2 separate regions of the Rattus norvegicus genome follow, and region 2 is linked to region 1. Evidence: chromatin contacts called from public Hi-C data. All regions are on one chromosome and are shown on one strand. The core of a region is the stretch at or near the end of the contact, and the rest is flanking DNA. Distances in the headings are between cores, read along the strand shown.

What was found. Hi-C and Micro-C count contacts between places; a contact is called where the count stands out from the background.
Region 2: a Hi-C map of the A7r5 cell line shows a contact between it and region 1, with 2.1 times the contacts expected there. The contact joins two enhancer-like sites. A contact is called at or near these places in 2 of 12 Hi-C or Micro-C datasets (the A7r5 cell line and the Rat2 cell line).

Annotation. Positions count from the first base shown.
Region 1 is chr1:238,180,145-238,186,379 of GRCr8, reverse strand. The region is part of intron 4 of Prkg1 (protein kinase cGMP-dependent 1); the gene reads left to right. Among named protein-coding and RNA genes, the nearest start is that of Cstf2t, 180 kb to the left of the region's middle. Within about 2 kb of position 3,394, at least 8 of the 93 cell types and tissues checked have an H3K27ac peak or open chromatin away from gene starts, as enhancers often do. A contact at or near this core is called in the A7r5 cell line, where this site is marked.
Region 2 is chr1:238,829,297-238,835,531 of GRCr8, reverse strand. The region is part of intron 2 of Prkg1 (protein kinase cGMP-dependent 1); the gene reads left to right. Among named protein-coding and RNA genes, the nearest start is that of Prkg1, 220 kb to the left of the region's middle. Within about 2 kb of position 3,406, at least 5 of the 93 cell types and tissues checked have an H3K27ac peak or open chromatin away from gene starts, as enhancers often do. A contact at or near this core is called in the A7r5 cell line, where this site is marked.

The DNA.
Region 1 (6,235 bases), core at 2,145-4,644:
AAACTTTGTGGACCTGCATGTGTTCTCTTTTCCGTAAATTTACATGTATCTTATAGATCATCCTCCAGGGTTATCAGACTATCAAGGACACCAAATCATCTATGAGTTTTATCAGCCCAATATGGTTCTTTCAAAATAATAGTTAACTATTTCTAAGTTATGATTATTTGCCGATGGCCCACCAACGTGTACCTGAGGTCTGATTCTGAAAACCTTAATCTCCTGTTCATCAGTACAACAGGTTCCATTATTGTGGAAAATCACCTCAGCTTTCACAAAGCTTTTATGTATGGTTGTATATTTTATCTTTTAATTCAGTTTGGTTTTCAGAAAGCTAATGTTTCCAAATGAAAAATGGATTTTTAAAAACTGTAATACTCACTTTAATATGACACCCCAGGACTCAGTTGCTGTAGTCACTCGCCTGTGACCATTAAACATTATAGTGTTTGCAAGGAAAATGTCAGAAAGATCATGCCAATTGCAAGAAAATGGCTCAGAAGATTTACTTCCTGGCGTGTTTGTTTGTTTGTTTTGTTTTTCTGTGCTCATCGAGAAATACTGCTTCCTGCTGGGCATGGTGGCACATGCCTGCAATCCTAGCACTTGGGAGGTAAAGTCTAGGTACTCAAGAGTTCAAGGTCACACTTGGTTCTGCAGTGTTGCTGAGGCTAACATGCATTACAGGAAGCCCTGTTTCAAACAAACCAACAAAACTTCCCACTTGTAAACATCAAAAAACTAAAGCTATGTTTCCCTAAAATATATTATTTTTCTCTGGGCATGGTGGCAGTACCATTTAGGAGGCTCAGGCTAGAAGACTGTGAGTTTGAGGCTAGCCTGGGTTACATAAGTTTAAGGATAACCTTGGCAATACAAAGAGACGTATTTTAAACAAACACATAACTCCTTCTGAGTAAGATTCCAGCCCATGGTGTCAGCATGTAGATTATATTACATCGTTAAATGAGCATTTGTCCCATGAGGCAAATTTAGCACACTAACTGAAGATATAAGAGAGAGAGCATTTAACACTTGGAAATAAACTCCTATGTGTGAAGGTAAACTACCTTACAAACCAAGTCATTTTTCTTCTCAATAAGGTGTCTAAATATGTTGACATCATTCAGTTCTTTAATATTTTATTGTGGTTTCAAGGAACTGTCATCTCCAGACAAGGAGATGTGGTGGGAGATGATACTACAGGGCAGAGTATGTATATATCTCCTAAGTATATTTAAATATATTGTGTGCATTAATGTAAATAATCATATACATTTACACATCTAGGACTGCTTACTAAGGTGTGGACAAAGAATTTATATTCTGTAACTGTCTTAATTGACTTTATATGTTATGATAAGCAAGAGGGTGTTTGTTTCAATGCATCAACAAGAAACTCTCAAGTCTGATAGAGTACCATGTGCCTGTAATTCCAGCTCTTGGGAGGTAGAGGTAAGGAGATAAAGAATTGGGAGCCAGCTTTTATTACGTTGTGAGTTGAGGAGTTGGAGTCCCACCTTGAGCAACAGAAGGCCTTGTCTCAGAGAAAACAAGGCACAAATAAACAAACGAAAATGAGAAATGATCTTCTAAAATGTAGGCGATTTATCTCTAGCAAATGGCGCTCATTGGTTTAGAAGGTCTGCGGACGAAGACAGTGCGAGCAAATTAGTTGTGTCTGACTTGTCTCTCTGAACAAGGAAACTCTGAACCGGTTTCCTTGGTGATAAATAACAGATGAGGCTCTTACGCCCGTAGGGTGTGTGCTCATCTATTTTTGTTTTGGATAAGAGATGGAGTTCCTCAAGGCTCCTTCTCTTTTAGTGCTTCCAACCACCTCATTGTGTTACTTCCTGGAATGTTCAGTTTCTAATGAAGGGTCACAGTCATTTTCTCACAGTCATTTTCACTTTTCCTCGGGGTAACTGATTAGTGCTGCCTATTTGGTGAGATAAGCCAAGAGGCCATCTCCCACAATGAGATGTTTGTCTAGGAGGAAGACCCCTGTAGTGAAAGCAGACATATTCCAATTTCAATTTAATGACAAATGAAGTACTTTTCTTGCTTATTTGTGGATGGAAAGCATCTGTCTGTCTGTCTGTCCATCCATCTGTCCCCCTGTCTCACTTCTTTCTTTCTTTCCTTCTTTGGATTCTTGGCACTTAGTATGAAGCCCAGGGCCTAGCACATGCCCAGCAAGCACTCTGACAGCAAGCTGCTCTCTAGCCCACTCAGTTCCTTATTTAAGAAATAGCCCCCTGCAGGCAGGCTATCCAGCTTCTCTATGTAGCATTACTGACCTATTTGTATCTCTTCAGTGAGCCCAGGATATGCACTTTTGGTTATTTTTGTGTGTTCCAGTTTCCTTTTCTGTTGCTCTGAGAATATTTTCTGACCAAAAAAAAATACTTGGAGAAGAAAGAAAGGGTCCATTTCATCTGTCCTGGCTAGTTTTATGTTAGCTTGTCACAAGTTAGAGTCATCAGAGAGGAAGGAACCTCAGTGGAGAGAAGGCTTCCATAAGAAGTCTGGGGGCAAGCCTGTGGGGCAGGGCGGTTTTTTAATTAGTTATTAATGTGCGAGGGATCAGCCCATTGTGGGCGGGCTGGTGGCCCTGGGCCCTGTCAGAAAGTAGGCTGAGTAAGCCATGAGGAAGAAATTAGTAAGCAGCACCCCTCCATGGCCATGGCCACTGCATCAGCTCCTGCCTCCAGGTTCCCATCCTGTTCAAGTTCCTGTCTTAACTTCCTTTAATGATGAACAGTGATATAGAAGTGTAAGCCCAGCAAACCCTTGCTTTTCCAACTTGCTTTTGCCCATGGTGTTTCATACTAGCACTAATAAGCCCAATTAAGACATCATCTTATAGTTCTGGGTAACAGCCCATCCTCTCTGATGGAGGAATGATATTTATTGGCTCTCCCAATTATCTTCCCTATAAAGCCCATGACCACCTGCCTAGGTATTGTGCCACCCACAGTTGGCTCGGCAATCTCATGTCAATCATGAATCAAGATGTTATGATCTTGGCAACATCTCAATCGAGCCTTCTCCTCAGAAGACTGTAGGCTGTGTCAAGTTGATAGCTGATGCTTGACACCAGCTCAATGCCCCAGTTGACTTTTACACAGAAGAAGGTGGGGATAGAATGAAAACATCATATTTTAACCTAAATATAAAATTAGCCTGGGCATTAGTCACCTTTGCCTGGGATTTTTGAACACAACCAAAATTGAATGCTCACATACCTTACTCTTTTATTCAGCTAGTTTTATGATTGTATTGAATGTGTAATTGAGAACGGAAAGGGGCGAGTTGGGGGCTGACTCAAAAGAGTCCCGTTTGAGTCACCCTGGAATGAGTGAGAAAAGTTGGTAGCCTCAAGTATCTTTATCTAATGGAAAACAAACATACCCAAGTGTGATTCATGTCTAAGTCTGAGAAGTCTTAAGCAAAACATAAAGTGCTGTGACAGCCGGAGGCCAAAAGAGGGGAATTGTCTACAGACACGGAAACTCTTATGAGTCACTTTCTCTGACTCCATACAAGTTTCTAGAATCTACAACTTTCTTACTGTGAGCAAAGACACTGAGCTATTGGAGTTACATGTCCGTGGCTATAAATGCACTCCCCTCAGTAGGAAACAAAGTTCATGCGTGTAAAATCGGATTATTGGGCTTATGCAGTACCATAGAGCTTACATCTCATGTTGGCTTACCAGAAAGTCTCTGGAAGCAACTGATGTACCTTCAGGGTAGCAGTAGAGCTGTTTGCTACATGTGGGGCTCTGAAATTTAGTTTAGATCACTCTGTGAGAGGTATTCCAAGTATATGCTGCTTGAACCCCATACAGAGGCACCACGGCAAAGGAATTATAGTCACTACCTCAGTAATTCCAGGTTACGACCTCTACAGCATCAGTGAACATCCTTTACACGAAACACAATAATTGACATTCTTGCAATAGGACACTTTTAAGGCATTTTTCTCCTGTAAGAATTTCCCCAGCCTTTATCTTTCCCACCATAAGGAGACAGCTCTTTTATATAACAACTGCCACAGTATTTATTAGATTTGAATTTGTAAAACAGATTTTGTGTAATGCTATGCATTTAAATGGCAGTTACATGTTACAAAGACCTTCTAGTCCTCCTATGGTGTGGAGTTTTATTAAGCTACTGTCCACATGTGAACTGAGCTGCAGAAAGATTCAGTAATATGACTTAATTAACTTTATATTAAATAACTAAGCTAAAGCTTAGTTTTCGCTAAACTTGATGGCATTTTGCCAGCGAGGCCAATCTAGAAGCTATAAGCCTTTGTGAGTGGCACCAGGGCTACTGGAATTGCCTGGTATTTACCTTGTGAGAACCCTCCTTTCAATAACAGTCTCTTATATTGAAATGGACAAGGCTATATTTCTACCCACGGACTTCTTCGTTTCTAGTAGAGAATTAGGCATCTGAAACAGCAATTATGGGATAATAGAGGAAGAGAAGCTGATGAATAGTGTGAAATTTCTCCATAATTTTTGTTGTTTGATTCAGAGTCTCCCTCTGTAGTCTAGGCTTGAACTCACAATGTAGCTCAGGCTGCCCTCAATCTCATGGCATCTCATGGCACCTCATGTCAGCCTTCCATGTGCCAAGATCATCGACTTGAACTACCATGCTCCGGAGTTTGCATCACTTTTGAAGAGTAAAGTGGCCCCCTCTGAAAATGATGTCACCCATAAGCTGAGTTTAAAACTCCGTATGATGTACCTGGGGAGATGGCTCAACCCAGAGAGTGCTCAGGACATACGCGTGAGCACCTGAGCTCAGGTCTCCTGCACTCAAACTAAAGGTTGGTCATGTGGCTGCAACCCCACACGGCTGGGGCTGAAGCAAGAAGCTTCCTGCACCTCATGACAAGCAGGTCCAGCCAGTCGGGGAGCTTCAGAGTCAGGGAGAAATAAGGCGGAGAGTGATCAAAGGATACACCCAGCATTGACCCCTGGCCTCCATGTGCACCTGCACACATATGCATGCATAGGCACAGGAACCTGTGCATGCACATGAACTACTGGAACACTGCACTACCAAAGGGCTCAGTGGCCAAGTATGGTCACTGCTCTCGTTAAGGATCCAGGTTCAATTCCTAGCACCCACAGAGCAGCTTACAACTACTTGTGACTCCAGTTTCAGGGGACTTGATTTTTTTCTTCTGACCTTTATGAGCTCCTGCATGCACATACATGTTACACAAAATCTCATACATCCAAACACATATGCAAATAGATAACTTACTAGTGTGTTACTTATTTTTTATTGCCACGAAGATAATCTTGACAAAAACTGCACAACTTGGTTGCATTCAACTCTAGACTCAAGTAGGGTCTGTGAACTCTTCTGGGTGAATGAAATAAAGAGTCAGTACCTGACTGTTTCTGTATGTGCGCTCTATGACTCGCTCTCCATGTTCTCTCAAGTCAGCTGCCCCTCATGAACATCTTAAAGGTTGGGATTGTGCAAGTCCTGTAGAAGACGAGGTCAGTCAGAATGCTATTAATAGCAAGTGGTATTTGGAGATTTTTCTTTCCATCTCTTAATCAGAGCTTTGATATTAACCTGAGTTTTTCTGATATCACATTAACTTAGGATGAATGTATTTTCTGGAAAATTCCTTCCTACCAGAGGACTAGGGGGAAATGCTTGGAAGTCTGCCAGACACAGTTATTTTTGTATGTCTCTCTGTTTTTATGAATGTATGTATGTGTTGTGGTGTGTGTGTGTGTGTGTGTGTGTGTGTGTGTGTGTGTGTGTGTGTGTGTGTTTGTAGTGGGAGGTACAATGAGATTAAAGACTTAAGGCGTCTTCTATAAAGCATCTTTAGTGTTAATTTTGTGTATCAATTTGGGTAGACTAAGAGATAACATTCGTAAATGGCAAAGTATTTAATTCTCCCTATCCCTTCAGATATAGATCTGTTATTCTTAAAACCATAACAAATCAGTATAAATAGCATTTTCTGTGGAAATCAAACAGTTTTATATTCCAATCTCATGGATTTTATCACAATATTGTGGTTAATCATGATTTTTCTATGGATCAGGAAAGACAATATTACAGAAAGAAATGGTCAAGATTATCTGTGCAACCAAGCTGTGTTAGTTGAACAATCACTTGTTAAATTAACATTTTTGTACATCAAACTTGTCTTAGAGTTTTAAAATATATAGCCATTGGGTCCA
Region 2 (6,235 bases), core at 2,157-4,656, 650 kb before region 1:
CCAGAAAAGTCCTTCAGTTGCATTATAGAAGGGACAGAAAAATCTTTGAAACAAAACAATTCAAGGTTTGTTTGAGGATTACAACTAACCCATGTTATGTAGGGGAAAATGGAGAGTTATCATCATACCATATTATGGTATGCCTTGGAAGCAAAGTGCTTATTCTAAACTCGAAGGCCAGTGCCTGTTTCCAAGCAATGCCTTATTTCTGTTGAAACTACTTCAGCTGATAACAGACTTGCTACAAAGAAGGCATATTGGTGGTGGGAAATAAAAGCTGAAAGGGCACAGGAAGCTTAACAGAGAGATGAGAAAAAGTGACATTCCACAGTGGTGCTGGGTATGGAATGAGGAGGGATATCTCAGAAGCAGAGCTGAAGAGTCTTGTAGTGTAATTGGATCCAGAGAGCCAGGGAGGGAGAGAGGACAGCGACTGGGTTTGTCTAAGTGGTGACCTCTTAGTGCTTTCCCAGAGTAGAATTACCGCACTGAAGAAAGCACGTGTCAGCATTTTCTTCGAAAAATGCAAACACTGTTGCCAGGGGTGGTGTGACTCAGTCAGCCAAACACATTCTCTGCAAGCATGCAGATCTGCGTGTGATTCCCCAGAAGCCACACGAAAGCCGGGCTCTGGGGCCATGCACCAGCCATCGTGGTGCCGAGGAAGCAGGGAAAGATGCATATGTCGGGGGTTGCTGGCTGGCTAGGCTCTCTGAATCAGATAGTTCCATGTTCAGTGAGAGACCGTCTCAAAAGAAAAGGAATAATGTAAAAGGTAATAAAGGAAAACATCTAACATCAACCTCTGGCCTCCACATGCATGTACCAGTGTGTATGCATGTAGACCTCTACATATGTGTGCATACTCGCAAACACATACACAGAGATTTATAACTTTGTAAAATACTGAATCAACTTAACGGGATGGGATGCTGCTTCAATGCCGTATTCAATTCATTCTGGGAAAACTATGGGTAACTCTAAATTTGGTGCCTGACTTTTGTCCACAGTCACATTCACGGGCTGAGAGAGGCAAGCGAACCTTTCTTCTTAGGTTTTCATCTCCCTTCAGATCTGTAGAAGCTGCTGGTGTTGAAGTAGCTGCTGCTGGCTTGGTGAATGGAAAAAGGGTTGTTGCGCCTTTTATTTTTACTTCTTTTGGCATTTCCTGAAAGCGTAATGCTGTCTTGTGAGGCCCATGGTGATTTATGACAGAGCCGTATCCGGACTGTTTTCTGACTAACGGCCAAGAGAAAATGTGAAGCCCGAATGAAATTTTCTAGGCAACCAAGGGGCACAGCAGGAGATGTGGCAGTGCTTTAAGGAAAAAAAATTAAATAAATGAAGAACACTTCGAGCAAGTCCCATGGTTAGTATTATAGGAATACGTTGAGTCAAAATCAATGCTACTTCCGTTAACAACAAGTTTTACTTTTTTTTTCTTTTTTTGGTAAAAAAATCCTTTAAATTCCCCTGGTCCCCCAGTTGTAAAGCAATACTTTCTTCAAGGATAATCAGGATGATGCGAGTTTCCTTATATTTGCAAAATAGACTTTGGAGAATTCTTTTCTAACTAGTCTTAGCTCTTAGAGGGAAGGATCTGTTTTGAGTATTGTCTTTCCCTGGTTTCTTGCTGGTGCACAGTACCACATTTAAGCTTGTGGCTAGCTGGGCGATCTTTCCCCCTGGGTCATATAAGTGACGCTCTGTGTACTTTTCTTATACGTGGACTGAGAAAGGAAATGAAAAATGAACAGGAGTTTTTTGTAATCTAAAACAAACACAACAAAGTTTCTCTCTCTCTCTCTCTCTCTCTCTCTCTCTCTCTCTCTCTCTCTCTCTCTCTCTTGCTTTGGAAATTCTTGGTGACGTACTTCCCTTAGGATGGGTGAAATTCATCCCACCTCTGCTTTCTTACACAGTTGTATTATTTCTAATGAGCCATTGGACTCTGTAAGCATTAAGAAGAGTTTCCTGTTGTATAGCTGCTCTGGCTTAGTGCACGGAAAAAAACTGTTGTTGCATCTTTTATTTTTACTTTTTGGCATTTCCTGAAAGTGACAGGAAGATAAAAAGTGACCTGCTGTTTGGTCCTCCCGTGACTCCCTGCTACAGTTTCTCCTCCTGAGTATTTGAGCGGCTTCCTCCTCTTGCTTCTGTGTGTACATTATTCTTGTGTCCCCTCACCTTCCTCTACATCTCCTGGAAAAGAATTCCAGTGCTCTGTAACCTTTCTGCCCCCTGCTTTCTAGTGTACATTTGCCTTATTCCTTTGGTAAAATCATATTCAACAGAACAATGTTTATAGGGAGAATATCTCTCTATCCCTCACCACATGGCTGCCTTGCTGCTGATAGAAAAGACATGTATTGTCCTTAGTCACAATCTACAAACGAGAAACAGGTGAGGACAGAGCAAGGTCCTAGTGAATCCAGCCTGGAAATGCAGCTGTAACTGGGCTTTCTTTTGGTTTCTTTCCTTTTTCAGAGACATAGATGGCTTTTACATATGTATGTGTCAAGGTCCCTATGAAGAAGACCATTGCCATGAGCCACACTGAGATGGGGAATGTGCTTGGCTCTCCTATGGTGATTTTATGACTTTATGTATCCATGGAATAGAGCGGGCTGATGGGATGATACCTGAATTTCTGTTACTGACAGCTCAAATTACTAGCAAATGTACCATCTGACTCAGCGAGTTAAACAAAAGAGAACAGGTCAGAAGCCATTCCTGAATGTGGTCACACTTTTCTCTATGGATGGATTTGCTTATACAATGGCCCTTCCTACAACACACACACACACACACACACACACACACACACACACACACACACACACATATATATATATATATATATATATATATATATATATATATATATATATCTTGAAAGTATAGCTTAGGTTTGACTTTTGTCTCTAGTCAACCTTCCTGTGGTAAATCTTTCCTAATTCTCCTCTATGTGCCCAGATGAGCCCCTCTCATGTCTCGTGACTTCTCATAGGCTGCATTGTAAGATTGCCCATTTTCTGCATGTCTTTCAATAGACTATGAGTTCAGAGCATTTCTGTATTCATATTTGCTGGTGTGTGTAACCACCAAGCGTGGGTAGTAAATGCACCGATGAGAGGGTAAATCATTTGCCTGCAACAAAAGTCCAGTGATAGTTTATATTGGGATATATTTGAAACTTAGACAAGAAGCAAGAAATGTCTTCATTTATTTCGTTACAGTTTAATCTTCTGACTTTTATTGTATTTTTCCCAGCGAAAGACTTTTACATGCATACTTTTCAATTCTGTTTTAAGACATACTATAACTTCTAAGCTGTTGCTACTCTGTTAGGAATGTACCCACTACCAGTGACAGAGCCAAGAAATATTTTTCAGTTTGTTCATGTCAGGATTGAAACCAAAGGTCTTAGAACCAAAGAGACTCCAAGACATAGAACACACTCTAAAACAGAACACACTCCCAGACGTAGAATATACTCCAAGACATAGAACAGAATCCCAGAAATAAAACACACACTAAGGCATAGAACATATTTTAAGGCATAGAACACACTCCAAGGCACAGAATGGACTCAAAGCTCTGTGAACTACACCACATTGCTGCCATCTTCCTGTGGAAACTGGGAACCAGTACAGAGCTAGGGTTTAGGTACAGTTCTTGTTGGAAAATAATCAGAAAGATCAACTGATCTTTACTAGATCAGGTGTGTGTCACAGTTTCAATTCAGAAAATCGTAACTTAAATTGAAAGCAGCTTACTGAAGAAACATCTTACAAAGATCTCCTGTTACAGTGTCTCAGTTTGGTAAGTAAACCATGTCTAATTCTAGTTGCTAGAGAACTAGAGTTTGAAAGTTGGAGTGTGGGAACTGGCCAGGGTGCAGTGATTAGGGAGAAGGGATTAAATCCAACATTGGTAATATCCATTTCTGGTCTTTATACTATTCTCTAGGCTGCCAGTTTTCTACAAAGGAAAATAATTAACCTGATTAACTCCCAACTCTTGCCTGCTTTCTTGTATTAGTGCATATAAAGGTGCCCGAGGCAGCCCTTAGGCATTCATACTGTAATTATACACCAAGCTGAATGAAACAAAACTGAAAACTGTCCAAGTCTTCCCTCCAGCCCCCTGCCTCTGTGTTGGATGAATGTCCTTCAAGGCATTTCAGCCAACCATGTTTACAGTTGCCTGACCCAAGCCTGCCTCCTGTTGTCCCTTCGGCCTATAGATTTTTCTCAGCCATCCTAGAGATCTGCTCTAACACCTACTTCCACCGGGAACTGTTCTCCTACAACCAACCGATGCCCTACGTTCTCAAGACTCACTTTGCAGGCAGATGAGTTACAGTCAAAGGCAGCTTAGTGTTTTTCTCTTTCCGAAACCCTCAGAACTTGCAGGGTATCCCCTCATTTCTATTTCTTGTTTGTTTTGGGGCTTTTTGTTTTTTGTTTTTGTTCATTCGTTTGTTTGTTTTTTCAGTTTTGCTCTGTATTCCCACTTACACAGACCCTAGTGAGAAGTCATGTTTGACTTCTATCCTGTCCCAGCTCCATGTGCTCATTACAATGTGGACATCCTATACAACCCTGCTCCCAAATGTGAATTTTCAAATGTCAGCTTCATATTCATGGTGGTACCAGTGACCCCAATGCCTTGCATCCAGTAGGGGCTCAGTAGTGGTTGAAAAAATTTCAAGTTTTATTAAACTAGAACTTGTTTCTCCCACTTCTCTAAGATTCAATTACCTATGTGAATAAGAATTTAAATGTAAATTATTGTTTATTTGCCACTCAAAGTTGAAATAATATCTGATCGTTGAGACTTCCATTGGTGGGGAAAATAATTATGGGATGTCTCTCTCTGTGTGGGATTGCACGTATACAGATGAAGAATGATGAACGTGGGGTACTGTTTTTAACTAGTACGAAACTGAGGATACTGGTTTACCTCACCATAGTAGAGATGGCAACTGGTGAGCCAGCCCTGAGGGCATGAGAGCAGGAGAGGCATTGGATATGCTAGCCAGGGCAGTGTGGGAGAGCTCGCCCTGACGGTAAGGGTGTAGGAGAGTGGGGAAGCTGAACAACTTGGCTACAATCCAGGCCTGGATCCAGGGCTTTAGACTGACCCACCCCAACATCTACCCTCTCTATGAATTGCTGGAGTATGTGTAGGGGCCAGTCCTGCAGATCCAAAGCTCCAGGATGTCCATGACCTAGAACAACAACAGGATCAAAGTGAGATCTGAGAGAAATCCGTGAGGATCTAGTATTGATATGTGTAGCAAAAGCCAGAGGCCTTGAAACAGATCAATGACTCATTGCAGTGAGTATTTGCAATTAAAGATGTGTGGATAAAGTGTATACTGTGCGAAACATGGACACATAGCAACTTTCACAATGAGATGGGTTTGTTGTTGTTTTGGTTTTGTTGGGGGGTGTGCAAGGGCAGAGGCTGATTAGTAAGGGATGGGGAGATAAGTGGGATTAGGGTTTATGATATGAAATTCACAAAGAATCAATAAAAGGTAAAAAGAAAAATACAGTAATCAGAGATGCTAAATTGTTGTGGCTCTGAGGAGGGAACTGCTGTGGCTCCATTAAAGGAGTCTCAGGTGCCAAGGTCTAGCACAGACCCACTCTCACCCTTGGCACATAGGAAAGGATGTTAGAAACACCAATCAGTAGTTACTTCCTTTTGCCACATTGAAGATGTGAAAAGGTTTGAGGAATGAAAAAAATGAGAAACCATTTGTTTTCTTAACAGGAAGGGGAGTTCAGAATACATAGGGCTTGGTGGAGTTTCACCAGCACACAGACAGACAAGGGACTGAGGGTGGTTGGAGAACACACCAGGGGAGACAAGTCAAGTTTGGCTGGGCAGGCCCAGAACTGAGGCAATGGGAATTTTTCTTTCAGGTTGGACACGCTCCACCAAGTGCTATACTTGACATGAGCTGCCAGCACATGACGGGAACGCTCCTAGGAGTTTATATTCTTCTCACTACCTCAAAGAGAACAGGACGACGGAGTAGAAAATTCAGAGGGGAGGGCATGTTAAAAATTGGCGTTAAATCCTGTATTCTTCCTGATATACTTGGGTTAGCTTTTTTCTCCTGAAAGCTTTTTGTGACTGAGGACCACGGCAGGGTTCCCTCAGTTTGGATACACAGAGGCTAACACATTTTCAAATGGTTTTAAAAAGTTCACTCAAG